Regions from separate parts of the Salmo salar genome. Here region 1 is linked to region 2. Evidence: chromatin contacts called from public Hi-C data. All regions are on one chromosome and are shown on one strand. Each heading gives the region's core, a stretch centred on a gene start, on an enhancer-like site or on the middle of the called end of the contact. The rest is flanking DNA. Distances are from core to core; before and after follow the strand shown. Region 1 holds the start of LOC106573344 (furin). Region 2 holds the start of LOC106573340 (protein unc-45 homolog A).

The links. A called contact is a pair of places that touch in the nucleus more often than the background predicts.
Region 1: a contact with region 2 is called in a Hi-C map of muscle, with 5 times the contacts expected there. The contact joins the promoter of LOC106573344 here to the promoter of LOC106573340 in region 2. A contact is called at or near these places in 3 of 3 Hi-C or Micro-C datasets (blood, gill and muscle).

The regions. Positions count from the first base shown.
Region 1 is chrssa16:19,219,714-19,226,620 of Ssal_v3.1, reverse strand. LOC106573344 (furin) reads left to right here and starts at 4,468. Exons shown (of 15, transcript XM_014148313.2): 1 at 4,468-5,035.
Region 2 is chrssa16:18,982,468-18,989,884 of Ssal_v3.1, reverse strand. It overlaps LOC106573340 (protein unc-45 homolog A), which reads left to right and starts at 1,280. Exons shown (of 17, transcript XM_014148304.2): 1 at 1,280-1,457; 2 at 4,224-4,416; 3 at 4,537-4,712; 4 at 4,810-4,899; 5 at 5,010-5,177; 6 at 5,291-5,459; 7 at 5,565-5,735; 8 at 5,965-6,136; 9 at 6,336-6,636; 10 at 6,812-6,906; 11 at 7,006-7,147; 12 at 7,325-7,417. The coding sequence starts at 1,434.

The DNA of each region.
Region 1 (6,907 bases), core at 3,219-5,718, 230 kb before region 2:
ATGCAGCCGTTTTTATCTCAATATGAAATCTTTTCTGGGTAACTATTAAGTACCTTACTGTGATGGTTTTCAATTAAAATGGTCAAAAATAAACAAAAATAGCTTCTTTGCGAAGGGCAATTTCTCATGCAACAATTTTGCAAGTGTAACCGATGTTAAATGGCTAGCTAGTTTGCGGGGTGCGTGCTAATAGCGTTTCAATCGGTGACGTCACTCGCTCTGAGACCTTGAAGTAGTTGTTCCCCTTGCTCTGCAAGGGCCGTGGATTTTGTGGAGCGATGGGTAACGATGCTTCGAGGGTGACTTGTCTGTGTGCAGAGGGTCCCTGGTTCGAGCCCAGGTAGGGGCGAGGAGAGGGACGGAAGCTATACTGTTACATTGATGCGGTTGACCCGGATCACTGGTTGCTGCGGAAAAGGAGGAGGTCAAAAGGGGGGTGAGTGTAACCGATGTGAAATGGCTAGCTAGTTAGCGGTGGTGCGCGCTAATAGCGTTTCAATCGGTGACGTCACTCGCTCTGAGACCTTGAAGTAGTTGTTCCCCTTGCTTTGCAAGAGCCGCGGCTTTTGTGGAGCGATGGGTAACAATGCTTCGAGGGTGGCTGTGGTCGATGTGTGCAGAGGGTCCCTGATTCGAGCCCAGGTAGGGGTGAGGAGAGGGACGGAAGCTATACTGTTACACAAGGAATGTCTGGGAGTGGTCTGAGTGGGGAGGGGAAAAGAGAACATTTTCTGTTATTGGCAGAAAGGTTTGGAACTCTTATTGGTCTATACACTAATTTACCACATGGTGATGCCAAAAAATATTGTGGAAGGAAACTCTCGCCCATATTTACTGCAATCCAATGCTTTTTTACTGTAAGAAGAATCAAGTAAGCTACCTAGATATTTTTCCCTCTTAGCTACTGATAGCTAGAGATAGTGATGCAAAAGCTAGGCCTTTTTTAAACATTGCCATCTCCTGGCGGCCATCACCACGGAAAGGTGTTTGGGAGTGCTGCTTTTTCAAGGGGTGCTGCAGCACCCTCAGCATCCCTACTTCCTGTGGCTATGCTGGCCACATTTACCCGCCAGATTCAGTAGCAAACCCCCCAAAAGCCAAATGAAAGTAAAAAGATTATTTTTATTTTACATAATTCATGACGGATGTTATTTTTGTTTGTTTTCAAGTCATTGATAAGTTTCACTATAGTCTTAGTTTTTCAAACAGGTTTGTTAATTATTCACTTTCAGTTTACATTTTTATTTTTCATGATTAGTTTTCTGTTTGAGTTTTGTTTACTATAGGCTAATAACCTCGGTCGGACAGTATGGCTCGGGTCAGGTAGCAGAGCTCTAATCTGAAGTGTTTTAACATTTGAACATCTTGGCCATGTTCTGTTATAATCTCCACCCGGCACAGCCAGAAGAGGACTGTCCACCCTTCATAGTCTAGTTCCTCTCTAGGTTTCTTCCTAGGTTCTGACCTTTCTAGGGAGTTTTTCCTATCCACCATGCTTCTACACCTGTATTGCTTGCTGTTTGGGGTTTTAGGCTGGGTTTCTGTACAGCACTTTGTGACATCAGCTGATATAAGAAGGGCTTTATAAATACATTTGATTGATTGATTGAAGTGCATCTGAAATCAGCATATCAACTAATTTATGTGCACAATCAAGAGTGTAATCATGTACGCTGATGTCATTGTACACTGATGATTCATGTTTTCTTTTAAAAAAAACACAATTTGGATCACTCCACAGCCTGTTTTTTAATTATATGAGCCAAAAAATATTACATTTTATTTGGAACGGCAAGCCAGAAAAAATTAAACGGGCCTATTTCTATAATGAATATGAATTTGGATAGCAGAAATGATTAAATATTAAAGCATTAGACCTATCACTAAAGGCGCCATTCATACAAAAGTTATACTTAAATCCAAACTGGTTCTCTAGCATATTAGTAAGAATGTCTCATCCCATGTTCAAAAATGCCCTTTTTCTGTTTATTCAAATTACAACCTCTCACTTTCAGTTATTTGAAAATGAAATAATCTCCAAAATATCGCTATTTTTAAAACAAGCCACTGAAATTGGTTGTAGTTTCAGTTTAATTTACCAGAAAATACAGAACAAATAATACAACTAATATTGTGGTTAAACTCAAATATACTAAATGATTTTTAAAAATACCTTATTTTTAGGACAAATGTTTTTTTTTAAGTATAATCTTTGTAAATTATATCATAAATAGGACTGGTGGAGTTAAGTCACACATGCAGCTAACAAAAATGTATAGCCCTGCATTAAAGACCAAAATTGGTTAAAGAAAATTGTGTTAACTAAAAAAGTATATCAGTTTCATTCAAGGAACAAAAAATTGACAGCTGAGCCATATAGATTGCAAAATGTTTGGGCAGAGATTTTCGATGTACCGATTCCATGGCACATGGTTTATGAACTGATACGCAAAACTACACCAGATTCAAAACTTAGAATTATGTTATATTATTATACAAAATTCTTGCAACCAATGAAATGTTATATATATGGGGGATACAACCATCCCAGCTCTGCTGATTTTGCTGTGAAGAGATAATCATTAGATCATTTGTTTTAGTACTGTCCATATTTAGCTTGTTTTTTGATAGTAGGTCCAAGAATGGCTGAATAATTGCAACATTTGTCTGGAGATAACTCTGCAGATAGCAAATCTGGGTGATTTGAAAAGTCAATCAATCGATCAATAATATAATAATACTTTTAGCTAAATGCCTTTCTCTCGCAGGACGTCCGCTATTCGGTTGAAAACATGTTGATTTCTGAGGGCACTCTCCAGTTCTAGTTGGAACGACTTATTTGACCACTGCTGGAGGAGTTCTGCCACCTCTGGGTCAGACCAGTTGCTGCCCCGCTTATATTTTCTTCCGTGGAAGTTCATTTTAGATGCCACTTTGACAGATGATAGGTCCTCCGAGTTATCTTTTCTATGGAAAAAAAAACAACCCTATTTATTATTCTTTAAAAAAAATTTAATCAAATAACCAATCATTAGCCTGAGTTTGGCTAATGTAGCCTAATAGGCCTTAATATAGGCATATGCTAGCAGGCTTAACGAAATTAGCTAATAAATAATCAGTAGGCTAAAATAGTTATACTCATACTATGAAGCGCTCAACTAAAGTAATAACAAAATGGGAGACTACAGCATCAACACAAAGGTTTGTTATGCTTACAGTAGGCTGCCAAGATTCAGCTCGCTCTCTTCAGTAGGCGTGGCTACCAGTGCAGTCAGCTGTCACAGTTTACGCGACACTGTCTAGCCCGGTCTAGAACATATTCTATTTTTGACGCAGTTAACAACAGTAGCATATGTAAAATAAAATGAGGGGAAGAGAATCCTAAAAATTCTACATCCGGGTTGATGGATAATTTTGGACCGTATTAACAGCAGAGCCATTGGAAGCGGGCTGGCTGCTTGTTATTGGGTTTGTGTATTAGCAAGCGAGTCAGAATGAACAGGATCGCTCTTTTGCGCCCTCTACCATACAACATTGCATGGAAGCCATTATTTATGCATGCACGGTATAAATCCTGTAGATGTCGCTCGTAGACAGTTTGCAAATGTGGTGGCGCCACGTATGATCTAACCAAAGACAGTAAATTATGAAGATAGACTAAGGGTGTGTTCGTAAAATCCCTCTCGAGTGCCGGAGTGCGGCCCTTCTTGTTCGTAAATTCAGAATCGTTTAGAGGGCAGACTGGACGCTCTGACGGAGTTGATCCGAGCGTTCTGCCCTCACAACGGCAGTCAAGCACCCAAGTTAACTGGCTTAAATTGGCTAGCTTGCTAGCTACTTTCTGACAAAAATGAGAGAACACATCACTCTGACCATTTTACTCGCCCAAGCAGAGCTAGGCTGTTTTCATGTTATCTTGGGCGGTAGTGACTAACTGTGCTGCTAGCACCTGTTAAATTCCGTTTTTTCCAACCTTTACTGACACCTGTCATATTCTACGGGTGTTGCGCATTCATAAATGCATGAGTTATTCTGCGCTCTGACACACTCAGACGAAAGAAAGGAAAAGATATCCGAAATTAATTTACGAACGCACCCTGAAATTGTCATGGCTGACATCGGGTCTAACGTTCGCCTCGCGAAGAACTGCGCATGTGCCACTATATAAGGTCAGTTTGTCACTTTAACGAGGTTGGAGTAATAACATGTTCAACTACTTAAGTCATTGGGTGGAATCGAGGTTGTGCTTTTTTAGATTTCGAGAAATTTGACAACTAAATTAGAATTGTTCACTTCTCTCATTGACTTCTCAAACCCCGGACTGATCTGTTTCGCAATCGTTCCCGGAAGTCTCGCGATGTTGCGCCTCTGGGTTTAGAAACTCTGTGATCTAACGATGACGTGGAGCTGGGGCGTGTGGATTTACTTCCTGGGATTTGTAGCTTGTAAATGCAACGTTCATGTAGTAGTCAGAACTAGGAAACTTGGAAATATCCCATGTACTAATTCGTTGATCGTGGCACGTGATTAACTACAACCAGTTAGCGAGTCGGAAATATCAGAGTTTCTTAGTTCCAACTAGTACTTGAACGCGGCACGATTCCTAGCCAAGTGGACGATGTCACTTTCTCGTATAAAGGAATTTATGACATTTTTAGAATTTCACAACATGCTTTGAATATAATAGTTTGTTCGCATAGAGCAGTATGCATGTCACGGAATTGTGTTGAATGCCCTAACGTTACATAGGGGGGAAAAACGTGTTGGAAGTCCTAGCTAGCTAGTTAACGTTACTCGGACGGAGGCTAGCTGAAACGACCACTATGAGAGACAACGAGAAGACGTGGAAAGTTTACTCCGAACCAAAGATAACAGAGGTGTAACAATATTGCAGTACCACGATACACCGGGGGACTTGGTGTCTGGGTATGTCACATGAGTAACTCCACAGAGTTCCCGAGCCACGCCTCGGGAGGAGAGAGAGCTGTCAACCAGGCAGCAGAGACATGACGTGGTTCTTTCATCCGACAGAATGGTACATGTCATAGCCAACGTGTGTTGTTTTGCTCTTTGAGAAAAGAGGTTGGAGTTGGAGGTATCCCCATGTGGGTAGTGCCTTGGTGGGCTGGGAGGGAACGAATTAATGAGAGGCATAGGGTAGCCTAAGAGCGCATTCTCTTCCAGTGTCTGACAGCGCTGTCAATACTTCACTTCACAATTTGGACCTAGGACTCGGGAGTTCAGCGAACATTGGTGCTCTAGCTACACAGGACCAGCTAGCTGTCTGATGTTATGTTTTATTTGTAGAAATTAAACCAGCTCTACGAAGCTTTCTTATTGAAGTGCAGTTCCTCAAAGAGAGAACTCGTGGTAAGATCTTGGAATAATATATTTTTTGTTTGTTTCTAAAGTAACACATTTACTTGCCTTCAACATAGTCGATTGTGTGTTTATATTTGTTCCTTCATTTAATTGTTTTCTCTATATAAATGCCTAAATCACTTTTGTATGATTTGGTTTGCGTAAATATTGCAATTCCTTATACCTTTGTTATTGGCATTTTCAGTAGTCTACGCCATTGATAATAAGATCAGGAGTTACAGTGAGCCGGCATGATATGGCTGGTCTGAAGATATGTATCAAAGAAACAAATGCAGTCCTGTATGACAAGCTTATAGGAGAGTCAGTTTTTGTTCTAAAAATGAACTTCCTGTGACCCAGCTAATCCATCCTCGGGCTATTGTATATCTGATCATTCATGCCCATAGGAATCTCAGCAGGGTAAAACGAAGGTCTTACATTACTGTAGAATGCAAAACAACTGAAGTGTGGCGGAGTTGTACTGTACATATGCAGAGTTTTCCAATAGGATTAACACTGCATGACACGATTTGCACTTTTTAAAGTAGATGTTTTGGTTTCTTATCAGGTGCAATGTCTTAGCCTTTTAGTTCTACGTTCAGGAGCGGTTGTTTTGTTTACCTGTGCACTTCTCTGACTGGCTAACTCTGGCTGTAACTGTTGAACATATTGACTGGACGGTTTTTAGAGTGACCTGAATCCTATTGAAATGACACTCACTTGGGAATGGCCTTTATTTAGGTGACACAGATCTGCAGGGAGGGCCTAGATGTTTTGTTCATTGGTTCTAAGGAGGTATAGAGTCGCTGTCAGGGTGATATAATGGTCATTCTGACATACAACCCTCCTGAGGAATCCATTGACCCAGGCTGTATCAGTGGATTAATGCACCATGCAGTACTATGGGCTGGTGCTTGTCAGTGGCTGGCAGCATTCACTTACTCTCTTTGTGTTTTCCTTAGTAGAGCCAGTCATGAGCTGAGTCAGACTGAAAATGAAGTGGAAATTCAGCAACTCTTCAAGGACAAATAAAGTTCACTTCCAAAAATGTTATTTTGTGAGTTTAAAACAAAAAACTTTAAGTGCACTTCTATTGTCCTCCAAGAGTTGCTGCATTCTTCCTTAAGTATGCTCCTCTGTACAAAGTGAGCTGAGCTCAGAGAGTGAGTAGACAGTGATACCTAGTCACGGCAGCCTCAGTGACTCATCTTTACACAACAGATCCACACACTGAAGATGAGAACCGAGGTCACTACCTGCCATGTGGAGGCCTCCAGGTGTGTGTGTGTGTGTGTCCCACTGCTCTGATGATTATTGTTACACTCCCTGAGCATTGTGTGTCTGTAGAGAGGATGTGTGGTGGTATGCTCTGTTTCACTCCTCTGCGGTTCAGTAGAAACTCCTGGAATATAAGCCTTTCTAAGAATGAGTCGGCCAGAGCTAGGACACAGGGGCTCAAAACTGCAACCAAAACACTCGCATTTGCGACCCTTTGACTTGGCAGTGCTACACCCTTTTTATTTATTTTTATTGGGCTCTAGGGTGG
Region 2 (7,417 bases), core at 31-2,530:
ATCCATGGCCCGGAGCCTCCAGTGATGATCCATGGCCCGGAGCCTCCAGTGATGATCCATGGCCCGGAGCCTCCAGTGATGATCCATGGCCCGGAGCCTCCAGTGATGATCCATGGCCCGAAGCCTCCAGTGGTGATCCAAGGCACGAAGCCTCCAGTGATGATCCAAGGCACGAAGCCTCCAGTGATGATCCATGGCCCGAAGCCTCCAGTGATGATCCATGGCCCGAAGCCTCCAGTGATGATCCATGGCCCGAAGCCTCCAGTGATGATCCATGGCCCGAAGCCTCCAGGGATGATCCATGGCGCGGAGCCTCCGGCAACAGTTCCCAGTCCGGAACCTCCTGCGACGGTCCGCAGTCCGGAGCCTCCTGAGACGGTCCGCAGTCCGGAGCCTCCTGAGACGGTCCGCAGTCCGGAGCCTCCTGAGACGGTCCGCAGTCCGGAGCCTCCTGAGACGGTCCGCGGTCCGGTTCCATGGAAGCGGAGGGATCAGCGAGCGGAGCGGGGTCTACGTCCCGAAATGGAGCTGCCACCGAGGCTAGATGCCCACCTGGACCCTCCCCTATAAAGTCAGGTTTTGCGGCCAGGCCCAGCCACTCAGAATTTGTTTTTCCACACAAAAGGATTTTTACTACAGACAGAAGTCTGTAATAAAAACCCTTTTGTGGGGAAACACGAATTCTGAGTGGCTGGGCCTGGCTCCCCAGTGGGTGGGCCTTGCTCTGAACTGGGTGGACATATGCCCTCCCAGGCCCACCCATGGCTGCGTCCCTGCCCAGTCATGTGAAATCCATAGATTATGGCCTAATGAATTTATTTCAATTGACTGGTTTCCTTACATGAACTAGAACTCAGTAAAATCGTTGAAATTGTTGCGTTTATATTTTTGTTAAGTAGTTTTCCTGCAGGATTCCGTTATTTTTATCACTTAATGGATTTAGTAAGGCACCGGGCTTTGATCTGTATTTCATTTGAAAAAGACAACTACATATCCCTATATTATAGCATTTTTTAAAAATGGAATAAATAGTAATGTAATATTTTATGAAATGTCACATCTTGACGTTAGGCCTTGTTCAGATGCTTTGCACTCACTTTATCAGTCCCTATGTAAAAAGCATTGACAGTAGGCCTACTGGTCCAATACATAACATACCTGCAATGAAAATGTAACCAAATAAAGCGCTTAAGAGATAAACGGTCAAGTGTGAAAGCGTATAGAGATTCTCTGCCTTATTTGGTCATGGAGCATGTGTAGAGGGAGGAGCCGCTCCATAATCGTCATCATCGTGCACCCACAGGAAGAACTTCAGAAAGTACTGTCACAAACTAGCGCCTGTAAAAGCAGAGAAATCAATGAAATAAAGAAACAAATCTGCAGTGAGAAGAGTCTCATTTACAGTCAGAGCTTATCGGCCAGAGAAAGAAGTCATGAGTGTAAACGGGAAGGAAAAGGTAAGAGATCGCCAGTAGCGGAGAGTTTTGAGTCTATTGCTCGGTGGGTTTCTTAGCTAGCTAACGTTAGCTTCCCCAGTAGCTGTTGTCCGATGCCGCGTTCACGTACTGGTGTGAACTAGGAAACTCGGAAATTTCCGACTTACTGATGGTTGCAGTTATACACAGACACATTTGTTAGTCGGAAATAATCTGAGTTTCCTAGTTCCGATTGATTTGAATGCAGCATATCTAGAGAGATGAAAGCGTTGTCAAAATACGTTCGTTACTCAGAAAATATGGAGTTTCGCTGAGCAACTATCTTAATTTACTCCCATTACGGCCGGTATGTACTTCTAAAAAAAAAGGTCTAAATAAACATTTACAAGCAACCGAAAAAATGCTCATTGTCGATACCTAAAGCACATAAAATGGGGCAACGTTAGCTTACTGTTTAGTCTGATTCATAAGACTGTAATACACAATTGATTTGTAATACAGATTGAAACTACACAATATCGTGTAAATATTCCTAACAAGTCAGAATGTTGAATAAAATGAGATTTCAACTTACTCTACCTGTTGGCTGTGCGGCTTGTCCTTCAGCTGCTCGACATTTGAGAGGAAATATCCACAGGAAAGTATGGTTAACCCTGAAATGTCAACTTCACTACCGGCGCAATAAAAAGTAGGGTAAATAATACTTTCCTATGGATATTTTGTCTCGACCATCTGAAGGACAAACACCATGGACAACCTGTAGAGTAAGTTGAAATGTAATTTTATTAAACATTCTTGTTTGTAAGGAAAATGTACATGATGTTGTAGTCATTCGTTTCAGCCTGTATGTACCAATTCATTGTATTACAGCCTGATGAATCTGACTGTTAGCTATTTGGGTTCATCCACAGATTGAACATTTAACCACATGCTACTACGATGATACATGTATGCATTTGGTCTTATTCTGGCAATTTTATGTTTGATCAGTATTTTTACTTACCATTATGAACAAGAGCTGGGGCATGCACCACTAGCTAGTACGGCTTCTCTACATTTGCATCTAACCATGTACAGTACCAGTCAAAAGTTTGGAACCACCTACTCATTCAAGGTTTTTTCTTTATTTTTTACATTGTAAAATAATAGTGAAGGCATCAAAACTATGAAATAACACATGGAATCATGTAGTAGTCAAAAAATATTTTGATTAAACAAATCAAAATATATTTGAGATTCTTCAAAGTAGCCACCCTTTGCCTTGATGACAGCTTTGTACACTCTTGACATTCTCTCAAACAGCTTCACCTGAAATGCTTTTCCAACAGTCTTGGAGTTCTGACAAATGCTGAGCACTTAGCATCTCAGTTGGATTGAGGTCGGGGGATTGTGGAAGCCAGGTCATCTGACGCAGCACTCCCATCACTCCCAAACAAATTATAGTCCCACTAAGCGCAAACCAGATGGGATGGTGTATTGTTGCAGAATGCTGTGGTAGCCATGGTGGTTAAGTGTACCTTGAATTCTAAATAAGTCACTGACAGTATCACCAGCAAAGCACCATCACACCACCTCCTCCTTGCTTCACGGTGGGAACCACACATGCAGAGATAATCCGTTCACATACTCTGCGTCTCACAATGACACGTGGGTGGAACCAAAAATCTCACATTTGGACTCATCAGACAGATTTCCACAGGTCTAATGTCCATTGCTCGTGTTTCTTGGCCAAAACAAGTTTCTTCTTATTGGTGTCCTTTAGTAGTGGTTTCCTGGCAGCAATTCAACCATGAAGGCCTGATTCATGCAGTCTCCTCTGAACAGTTGATGTTGAGATGTGTATGTTACTTGGACTGTGTGAAGCATTTATTTGGGCTGCAATTTCTGAGGCTGGTAACTCTCTTATGAACTTATCTGCAGAAGAGGTAACTCTGGGTCTTCCTTTCCTGTGGTGGTCCTCATGAGAGCCAGTTTCATCATATTTCTTGATGGTTTTTGTAACTGCACTTGAAGAAACTGTCAAAGTTCTTAATGATGGATTTCTGAATTGACTGACCTTCATGTCTTAAAGTAATGATGGACTGTCATTTCACTTTGCTTATTCGAGACATAATATGGACTTGGCTTTTTACCAAATAGGGATATCGTCTGTATACCCCCCTATTTTGCCACAACACAACTGATTGGCTCAAACGCATTAAGAAGGAAATAAATAACACATTAACTTTTAACAAGGCTCACCCGTTAATTGAAATGCATTCCAGGTGACTACCTCATGAAGCTGGTTGAGAGAATGCCAAGCTGTGGGTACTTTGAAGAATCTCAAATATAAAATATATTTTGATTTAACACTTTTTTTGTTGTTGTTGGTTACTACATGATTCCATGTGTGTTATTTCATATTTTTAATTTCTTCACTATTATTCTACAATGTAGAAAATGGTACAAATAAAGAAAAACCCTGGAATTAGTAGGTGTGTCCAACCTTTTTGACTGTTACTGTATGTAAACGTGTAGTTGAGAGTAGCATGCTGGACGGCATTGGGTGAAGGGAGTTACTACAGGAGTTTCAGAAATTGTTAACATGAAAGAAGTAAAGGACCACTTGAAGGGAGGCTCTCTTTATTGAGGCAAAGTGCCTTTAGATGGGAAGAAGGTGGATAGCTTGTCAGAGCTACGACTGGTACCGCATATCCCATATGACCATGATATTGTGGAGAGAAGTTGGATGATTCGTTGTCAGATCGTGACAGTATTGTGCCCACTATCTGTACATCTTTGATCCAGGACCCAAGTGCCCTGAAGGAAGAGGGGAATACCCTGTTCAATGCAGGGGACATGCAGGGGGCTCTGTGCTTTTACACCAAGGCTCTCAAATTGAGCGACAGCCAGGCGGAGAGGGCTGTCCTGCACCGCAACCGCTCCGCCTGCTACCTCAAGCTAGAGGACTACACCAAGGCTGAGGCTGATGCCTCCAAAGGTGGGAGAGTGCAGAACAACCCTGTCGATGTTGTCATTCACCAATGGGGGAAAAAAAATATATATATATATATATATACTACATACTACATTTGACTAAGTAGAGGCTCTCTCTCTCCAGCTCTTGATGTTGACCCTGGTGACGTGAAAGCCAGGTTCCGGCGGGCACAGGCCCTGCAGAAGCTGGGTCGTCTGAACGAAGCGTTTCTGGACGCTCAGAGGTGTGCACAGATGGAGCCCACAAACAACACCTTCAAGGAGATGCTCAGACTGCTGGGAGCACAGAGCCAGAAAAAGGTGACGTACCAGAGACTATGTAGTTCTGATGAAGTCTCTACAATGTACCCAGGAGGTCCAAGGCCATAATAAGGATTTATTTTTCTCTCCCTTGTAGTCAGTTCAGATGTCCTCCACAGACGCTCGCGTTCAGCAGATGTTCTCTCTCCTCCTGGACCCCTCAGCACAGCCCTCGGACAGACAGAAGGTAAAACAGCCACACCATACACACATAAACACTGACTACACAAAAGCACACACTGGCATGTTTTCAGCTTTGATGAACCTTACACCTTGTGATCTATTTTTCAATGGCAGGCTGCTCAGAACCTGGTGGTGCTGTCTCGTGAGGAGGCGGGAGCCGAGCAGATCTTCCGTAACGACGGGGTGAAGCTGATCCAAAGTCTGCTGGGCTCCAAGCAGGAGGAGGTGGTCCTGTCTGCTCTCAGGACCCTGGTTGGCCTGTGTACTGGCCATCAGTCCAGAGTAAGTATTGGTCATATCTGTGTTTCTCCATATGAAACACTAGACATTATTTAAATTAAGATTCTAGCGACATTGCATTCAACCATGACCACCTTCACCATCTTCTTCTCCAGACCATGGCCATAGTGAACGAGCTGGGCATGGAGCAGCTGTGTGGGGTGATGGGCTCTGGGGCGTCTGCTGTGTCCCTGGCTGCCTGTCACCTGCTGCAGGTGATGTTCGAGGCCCTGACAGAGGGCATGAAGAGGGAGATCAGAGGGAAGGACGAGGCCATACTGCCTGGTGAGATGACATGTCTTCCGGTTACAGGTTGCGGCTTCTCGATAAGACGGAGAAAGAAAAGAAAGGTGACTGACTTAAATATATTTGTGTGTGTGTGCCATACAGAGCCGTCTCGTGAGCTGCGGTCCATGCTGCGCCACCTGGTGGAGATGATGCCAGCGAGCAGTGTGTCTGGGCCGGGCCGAGACAGCGCCATCAACCTCCTGGTCAAACAGGTGCCCCGCAAGTCCCAGAGGAACCCAGACAACTCCCTCACACTGTGGGTCATAGACCAGGGTAAGAGCTGGACTAACTCCCTCACACTGTATGGTAGAGACCATGGTATGGTAGAGACCAGGGTATGGTAGAGACGGAGCATGTTGAATTTTCCTCTTTGGTGGATGCAGCCATTCTGACATGCAGATGAGGCTCACACAGTATTGTATAGTATTTTGAATCTGATGTACATGTAAATATGAACTATCAAGGTGTTAGATCAACCATATCTCTGTTCTCTCCTGTGCAGGGCTAAAGAAGATCCTAGAGGTAGCAGGAACGGTCCCTGAGATGTCTGAGGGACCTCCCCTCACAGACAACTCCCACATGAGCTGCTCTGTGCTCCTCAGCAAACTCTACGATGACCTGAAGAGTGATGCTGAGAGGGAGAACTTCAATAAACTCTGCGAGGAATATGTCCAGTGAGTGTTTTGTCCTGTCTTGATTTTCTAGTCTGTGTTGATTGTGGTTGTGCCTCCCACCAAGTTGCATAGTCATGTCTTGTAGGTTATTGAATTGTGAACATCTTTTTATTTTCATTGTCGGTACAAATCCAAACTATCTGCTTGTGTGTGCATGTGTGAACTACTCTGATACCTTTACTAATATTGTTCTGTGCAGGCGTCACTTTGGCCGCCCCGGCCTGGAGAGTAAGCTGCGCGCCATTCAGACGGTGTCTGTGCTTCTGCAAGGACCCAGCGACGTGGGCAACAGGACCCTGGAGATGTCGGGTATGATGGATGCGGTCATCTCTCTGTGTGCCTCGGAGGTCGTGTGTCACCAGCAGGTGGCGGTGGAGGCTCTGATCCACGCTGCAGGCAAGGCCAAGAGGGCCTCGTTCATCACAGCCAATGGCGTGGCACTGCTCAAGGACCTATACAAGAAGAGTGAGAACGACCAGATACGTGTTCGAGCGCTAGTGGTGAGGGTTCAGCCAATAGCTATAGAACAATACTATACAATTGTTATATTGTCTATGGTTCAGCTAAACTCCAACACACTGGGCCAATTGTCCCATTGGAATAACAAAAAAAACATTGAAATAAGTAGTGACAACTGAATCTGTTTTTGACTGAAAAAGTGTGTGTGTTTTACAGGGTTTGTGTAAGCTGGGCTCAGCTGGGGGGACAGATTTCAGCATGAAGCAGTTTGCTGAGGGATCCACACTGAAACTGGCCAAACAGTGCAGGAAGTATGTGACCTGTTATTTTTTTTTTTTTCAAAGTGTGTAACTTAAAATGTAGCTTGTTATTATAGAAACAGTCAGATGATGTACCTCTTCCTGTCCCAGGTGGCTGTGTAACGAGTCTCTCCCCCCAACGTCTCGGCGGTGGGCCATTGAGGGCCTGGCCTACCTCACCTTCGACGCTGACGTAAAGGAGGACCTAGTTGAGGACAGGAATGCCCTGCAGGCAATGTTTCAGCTAGCTAAGGTAAGCTTAACCCCCCCCCCCCCCCAATATCAAAGTAAAATTGGACAATAGGATTATATATTTTTATATCATGAGGCTATATGTACCGCTCAGCCTCCCATTGTACTGGTGTAGAGATGTAATGATAACTAGTAATTTAATTTAATGATCTGTTGGTGGTGTATTGTGTCCCTACAGTCAGAGGATAAGACAGTACTGTTTGCAGTGGGCTCTACCCTGGTGAACTGTACTAACAGCTATGATGTGGACAAGCCTGACCCTCAGATGGTG